2 separate regions of the Sus scrofa genome follow, and region 1 is linked to region 2. A link is a contact called in public HiChIP or PLAC-seq data. All regions are on one chromosome and are shown on one strand. The core of a region is the stretch at or near the end of the contact, and the rest is flanking DNA. Distances in the headings are between cores, read along the strand shown.

Region 1 (3,781 bases), core at 664-3,163, 38 kb before region 2:
CAGGGCGCGTCCCCCGCTTCCTGCTCCCGCGGAGGTGAAGAGCCCACAACCATAACAAAGCTCTTCCCAAAATGGCTGCCCGGCCCACACGGCCCAGGAGGGGCAGAGCGGGCGCAGGGGGAGGAGCGAAGGCCAGCCCGGCCCCCCCGCCCGGCCCCGCCTCTGACACGCCCCCTCGCTTGCCCCGCCCACAGGCGCGCACGCGCACGGGCGCTGCTCGGGCGACCGCCGCCGGCGCTCCGAGCGCCAACGTGCGGCCGCGAGAACAGCGGTTGTCCCTCGCCCCGCCCCCAGCCCTCCCTCCGCAGCGGCTTGCGGCCGTGCCCGGTCGCCCCCGCCCCTCTGCAGGGGAGAACCCTGCTTTTCCGCGCGCCGCCTTAGAGGCGGAGATCAACTGGGTTTGATACTCCCCTTCCATTGCCTCTCCCGACACTCGGGCCTGGGCGCGTGCGAACGAGTGGGTGGGTGTGTACGGTGTGCCCGTTTCAACACGCCCCTTCGTCCTGCACACCCCACCTCTGGGGAAGCACGCCTCTCCGAACTACCTCTACAGGTGCTCACCGGTAGGCGTGTGTGTTTGCCGACCCCTTCCCACTTTCGGCTCCTGCCTTCCACGTGCGCGCGCGTCGCTAAGACTCCAGCCCCCAGCGGGCCTCGCTGCCGGGCTCTGGAGTCCTGCGCGGCTGGGCCCGAGGCGTTGCCCACTGGGAGTGCTAGTTCCGCCCGACCGCTGGCGTCACGCCCCTGTCCCAGCACCGGGAGGATTTCGGGTCTGAGTCTGCTCCCGTGCCAGGGCGGAGAAGCTGTTTCTCTGACCCAAAGTTTCATTGGGTGTCGCGTAACGGGAAGGGGCGGCGCTGCCATGACGGAGGAGGAAATAAAAGTGAAAGCCGATAGCGGCTGGAAGGGGTTAGCATCAGGAAGAATGTGCTGTGAGCCCGTTCTGCACGCGAAGCTAAACCTTGAGAGAGCTGGTAACCAGGAAGCTAGACTACATAGAATCTGGAGGAATGTGAAACTGGCCATCCTGGGCCGGTTCAGGTCTCCCATTGTCTTCAGACAGATACGTCTAGTGGTGCTTCCTTTTTTTTTTTTTTTTCCAGCCGCACTCGCGGCGTAGGAAAGTGCTCTGGTCAGGGATTCATTCCGAGCCAGAGCTGCGACTTACGCCATAGCTGCAGCAAGGAGAGATCCTTAACCCATTGCAGTGGGCTGGGCATCCAACTGGCACCTCTACAGAGACAAGTGGGGTCATTAACCAGCTGTGCCACAGCGGGAACTCCCGATGACAGACTGAAATTGAAGCTCAGAGAAGGGAAGGGACTTGCTCAAGGTCACCTAGCTCACAAACAAAAGTTAAAGCGGAGAGCGACAGGAGGAATAATCTAACTTCCGGGTCACCCTCAAGCCCAAGACTCTTACCACGTCTTTCATGGAAGTGAAAGTCCTGCCCCGGTGCTTTTTATTTCTTAACTAAGTTTTCAGTTAGCAGCAAAGAAAATGAAGTGGAAACAGGTGTTTGTTTTCTTAGCTAGTATTAGTTCAGGACCCCAATGAGAAGGGAGATGTGCCCCGTTGATCCTAGAAACTTTGTTGTTACGCAAAGTAAAAAAATGAATTCCAGAGATAGCAAGCAATTTGGCCAAGTCATACTTGGCCTAGACTCCAAATCTCTCCTACCTTGCTCCACCACCATCACTCTGAGATGGTTCCAGTAGTTTCACTCCACCTTCCCGAACTCTGCGGAGCAGATTCTTCTGGCTGGGAAACCTGGAATAGAAAGGCAAGGACCGTTCAGATGCCCTAAGAATTCCAAAGCCGGCTTTCACTAGAATCAAGATGTTAGAGTCCAAGACAGAAAGCCTGGAATTGGGAACCAGTTAGGGGTGGTTAGGTCTCCAGCCGGACTGATTTTTTTCCGGCTCCCAGGAAGTGGGAGGCTAATAACCCCCACTTGCCGGAAGTGCTTTTTCCAGAGAGCCTGGCCAATCTTGCAGCTCAGCTTTCCACCTCCCCGCGCGACGCTGGCAAGTAAGTAACAGCGCTGCTGCGACCAGTGCAGGTTGGGAAAGGGGGGCACCAAGCCTTCAGAGTAAAACTGAAACCGCAGGCACAGTTGGGCACAGTTTCCCGAGGATCTTTGCATCCAGACCCCGCCTTCCCTTTTCTCTGCTGTCGGCGCTGAGACTTGCATTTTGCAACTCTTATATTTGAGGCAGTGGAAACCTTGAGCTTTTTCACCAAAATTGAGCAGATTAACACTTGGGGCTTTGTCCTTTAAACCCCTCACCAGTTGCCGTCCTCAGGCTTTTAGGGTGTCACTTTTTCGCTTCAATACTCTTGAGATGGGAAGCACATGTCACCTTGCATAGAAAGTTCGAAAGGTTGAGGGAGCATTAAGCTTTTTAATGGGGTGATTTTGAACAAAGGTGAATGTGTGGGCCATGCGGATACGTGTGTCTGGGAGTCAGGAGTAGATGTGTGTTATCTAACCTCTGCTCAGAGGCCAGAGATAAACGTCCTGCTTGCTTCCTTATTCATAGAATGAAGACACTGACTGGCTGGTGTACAGAATTTCTTGACCCAGCCCTAAGATCTGTAGTCAAGAAATTAGTTCACCAAGTTTTTTAATCAAGCAGCAACTGTGGGGTTTGGATTTTTAGACACCTCATTCTTCTGGTTAAGAATGGAACTCATGTAAACATGATAGATGTAGATTCATATTTTCACACAGCCACTTACTGGGCTGCTTATATTGTGTAAGGTGGGAATAATAGCTAATATTTTTTGAGTGCCTACTTTGTGTTAGGAACAGTTGTCAGCTCTTTACATGTATTGACTTTTTTTTTTTTTTAAAAATACAAAGACCCTATGTAGTTATTATAAGCCTTGTAGATGAGTGAACTGCACCATAGCCAGCTTAAATAATTTGTCCAAAGTGATATAGCTAATACTATGTTGGAGCCAGGATTCCAAACCAGATTATTTGACTCAAGTCTGCACTCTAACTTAACAGGCAATACTGTTTCCAGCACCAAGTTGATGAGGTCATTGTATTGAATGAGTTAGTGCATATAAAACACATAGTTACAGTGCCTGCTAAATTGTATTGATTGCTACTATCATTACTTTGAGCTGTAAACTACAAAGCCCCAAAACATACCTTAAGGGAAAAAAAAAAAAAAAGCAGAGAAGCTATATGACTTTCAGTGTTTTGTCTTTTTTTCTTCGGCCGCACCCGTATGGAAGTCCCAGGCTAGAGGTCGAATTGGAGCTGTAGCCACCAACCTACGCCAGAACCACAGCAACTCGGGATTTGAGTTGTGTCTGTGACCCATACACCACAGCTCACAGCAACGCCAGATCCTTAACCCACTGAGCGAGGCCAGGGATCGAACCTGCAACCTCATGGTTCCTAGTTGGATTTGTTAACCACTGAGCCACAACGGGAACTCCTATGACTTCCAGTGTTAAAGATGAGAAAGCTGCACTCCAAGGAAACAATTTACTCAAGGTCACACAGCTGGGAAATGAGGGAGGCATTTGTAAAACCCAGATCTATTGTCTCTATGCATTAATTACGTTGTAATACCAGACATCAAAAGCTTAAAAAAATGGTTCAGAGAAGAAAAGGATCTATTAATATGTTAACTGATTTTTTGAAAACATTAGTGATTGTTTTCCAAGGAAACTGTGTTATATGGAAGAAATCCTCCCGAATTACTACTTTTAAAAAACTATGTATAAAATGAAGAAAATAAATGACATCTTATTTTGTACA
Region 2 (3,587 bases), core at 572-3,071:
CTGATGCGACTCCTAACCTGGGAACTTCTACATGCCGCAGGTGTAGCCCTAAAAAGAGGACACCCCCCCCAAAAAAAAAAGAAAGAAAGGAAGAAAGAAAGAAGCCATGAGATCCAGTAATATAAAAGATATGGAGATGAAGCACAGGGGAAATAAATCTAAGGCATTTAGGCGTCAGGGAAAACTGATAATGACTTGACAGAAATGGTGTCTGATGTCAGAAAAAAGTGGTGCGGGAGTTCCCGTTGTGGTGCAGCAGAAACAAATCCGACTGGGAACCACGAGATTGCGGGTTCAATCCCTAGCCTCACTCAGTGGGTTAAGGATCTGGCGTTGCCATGAACTGTGGTGTAGTTCGCAGATGCGGCTTGGATCTGGCGTTGCTGTGGTTGTGGCACAGGATGGCAGCTGCAGCTCCGGTTAGACCCCTAGCTTGGGAATCTCCATATGCCGTGGGTGTGGCCCCCAAAACACAAAAGACAATAATAAATAATAATAAATCTAAAAAAGAGAAAAGTGGTTCCGTTTATAGCAGTCAATCACACTTATCAAAGTAAAAATAACTAAGCTGATTATCACTATTATCTAGGAATTAACCTGAGAAATTTGATTGAAAAGTTCCAACGGAGCAGCTAAAACTTCACATCAGTGCTATGTGACTGTCAACATATTACATTTAACTGGCATATAAAGGCAGTGTATTTGTCTCTACATAGAAATCTGACCTGTAGATATTATTAAACATGGCATGGCTGTTGTGCTTTTTTGTTTCAGATTTCTTCTTCCATCAGCAGATTTTGGACCCTAGTGGTTTGTTAATTACAAGGTACCTTCTCTGCCCCCAACTTCAAGGCATCAAGCACAGCCATTGTGCTAAAATGCTGCCTCTTGCTACCAAAAAACCTCCCAAAGTTACTGAATCCACTTTGGCAGTGACAGTAGAAAACTCTTAGTATGCTTCTTAGTAACTGCTGATACTACCCCACTGCCAGTGGGGTACTTCATTCCACAAGGCAGCAGGTGGTGAGTTTTTTTTCCTAAAAGGAAAGCACATAATTTGGGGACGTTGCACAGGGATGTGAGGTATGTGCCCCAAGAGATACGAACTTGAACGACAGATTAGGAAACGCCCAGAGGAAGAAAACAGGGACCTATGTTCAGTGGCCTCGAATTCACTACCAAGAGCACATGGAGGCTGCTTTATTCAGCACAGGGTGTCAGAAAGAATGTCAAGACGAGCCAGCGTCAAAACAAATGAGGCCTTTGTGCTTCACTTGGGGGCTGGACCCGGAGAGCTACTCCTAAGCTGCCGAGACACTAAAGGCAGATAAACATTCCGGCGCGACCTAAATCGCGGGGCAGGCGTCCGGGCCGCACCAGGTGACCGCGGACCAGCGGGAGCTCGGCCTCGGCTTCCCCGGTGGGGGCGGGGAGAGGAGATGCAGGCGCGGACGCGCGCAGACGACGCTACGGTTTGGGCGAAAACACGTCGATTATCCGGCACACCTGAACCGCCGGGGGGGGGAAGCCGGTTGCAGAGGCTCCTCGCACTCCGCTCCTCAAGGGTCCCCAGGGCCGGGGGGAGCCGAAGAGGAAAGTCCCCACCCCGCCAGAGACACCCCCGGGACGCGGGCCCTCCTTACCCGCCGCTTCCCCTTCCCGCCGGCGCCCGCGCAGGCTCGGCGCGCGCAGTCGCGACCAGCGCGCGCGCGGAGGGGGCGGGGCAGGCCGGCGGGGCGACGAGGCCGCGCACCCCGCGCAGGACCCGCCGCTGAACGCTGGGGCGAGGCGGGGCCGGCGACGGGGCCTCTCCGCCCGGCCGGCCGGCGCGTCTGCGCAGGCGCACTGCGCTTCCGCTCCTGGGGCGCCGCCGCTCCCGGGGCCGCGCGGCCGGGCGCGCGCCTCGTGCCTGCTCCCCGCCGAGGAGGCCCCGCGGCCGAGCCGGACGCGCGCCCCCCGAGGCTGGCCGGCCCGGCCTTTCGCCTCCGCCGACCCGCTCTGGAATTTCGTGGCGTCTCAGCAGCTAGCGAACGTCTGTGCTGGTGACACACAGGGACACACACGCACACACACACACGCACGCACGCACACACCCACGCACACCCAGTGGCCGGTCTGCCGCTCACACCCGCACACACCTACACACCCACACACACACACCTACACACCACCTACACACCCACACACACACCTACACACGCACCTACACACCCCCACACACCTACACACCCACCTACACACCCACGCACGCACACACCCAGTGGCCGGCCTGCCACTTCTCTGCTCCTTACCATTCACTGGGATGGTCCTCGGGGTCCCTGCCTGACTGGCCCCGCACTGTGAATGGAGGCCTCCTTGGACCAAATGGACAGCTCAAGCCGTGCGGTTGTTCAAACTGGAGAACCTCACAATATGGCACATTTAAAAACGGCGTTCAAGCTTTCTGACCCCAGCCCACAGGGACTAAAACATGCTGCATCAAACCCAATGCTACCACGTATGTACCCTGTAGATAATCCACATCTGAAGCAAAAATCTCGCCAAATTATGCCGGGGAGGGGAAGTAGTCCCCTCTACCCACCCTGAGTTCTTGCGGCTGGACTAGTAGTAACACTGACACAGGATAGGTTAACGGGAAAAAAGAAACAAAAGCTAGCTGTTCACAGAGAAGTCTCAGAGCAATGGGGCCTAAGAAGTGGGCAAAGCAGGCAGCTTTTATACTTTTTAGACGGAGAAACAATACATTTATGAGGAATTCACAGGACAAAGAAGTCAATCAGTGAAGCATCTGAACAGAGTTTGGGCTTGTCCTTGGGGTGCCCATTTCGCATGAGAGATTTAGTTCCTGCTTTCAGGAAGATAGAAAGGACAGTCGGAGTGTCCCTCTTGCCATCTCTTAAGTAACTTTCTTTTGGTCTTTTTTTTTTTAAGGGCTGCACCCACAGCATGTGAAGGTTCCCAGGCTAGGGGTCAAATCAGAGCTGTACTGCCGGCCTACACCACAGCCACAGCAATGCCAGATCTGAGGCGCCCCTTTGACCTACACCACGGCTCACGGCAACGCCCGATCCTTAACCCCCTGAGTGAGGGCGGGGATGGAACCTGCGTCTTCATGGATACTAGTCAGATTCGTTTCTGCTGAGCCACAACGCCTTAAGTAACTTTAATTCAAAATAATCAGTACACCACTGAGGCACATTTTGGGGCAGCCTACCCTGGGCCCCAAAACTATTTATACTCTCAGCACTGTTTCTATTCCTTCTTTTTTATTTCATTACCCCCCAATTCTAAAAGGGAACCATTGTCAAGAAAAGTTGTCAAAGACTTAGAAATGAGCAAAAGAGATTGCTTTTCAATGTAAGCCTGGGCATTGCCTAGGTGACACTGGAAGGATTTGAATCCATAGGGACCTCGGTTGCCGGAGGCCAGCTCTGGCGGCCAGGGTGTACACATCCCGATCGGAGATGGACGACGTCGGCAAAAGAACGGAGACAGCCTCTTTGTCCCTTCTTCCAGGGCGCTGGACTGCTCAGATTTTATTGGCGTAAGTGGTTGATTATATAGACAGCTTTTTCACTACAGATTAC

What was found. HiChIP or PLAC-seq counts read pairs in DNA pulled down with a chosen protein or histone mark.
Region 1: a contact with region 2 is called in an H3K27ac HiChIP or PLAC-seq map of alveolar macrophages. The contact joins the promoter of GPBP1L1 here to the promoter of IPP in region 2. A contact is called at or near these places in 1 of 47 Hi-C or Micro-C datasets (blood) and 2 of 2 datasets of contacts at active chromatin or transcription factors (alveolar macrophages and skeletal muscle).

What each region holds. Positions count from the first base shown.
Region 1 is chr6:165,707,096-165,710,876 of Sscrofa11.1, reverse strand. It overlaps GPBP1L1 (vasculin-like protein 1), which reads right to left and starts at 1,913. Exons shown (of 12, transcript XM_021096736.1): 1 at 1,681-1,913. TMEM69 (transmembrane protein 69) reads left to right here and starts at 1,894. Exons shown (of 3, transcript XM_021096737.1): 1 at 1,894-2,031.
Region 2 is chr6:165,669,287-165,672,873 of Sscrofa11.1, reverse strand. IPP (actin-binding protein IPP) reads right to left here and starts at 1,821. Exons shown (of 9, transcript XM_021096725.1): 1 at 1,644-1,821.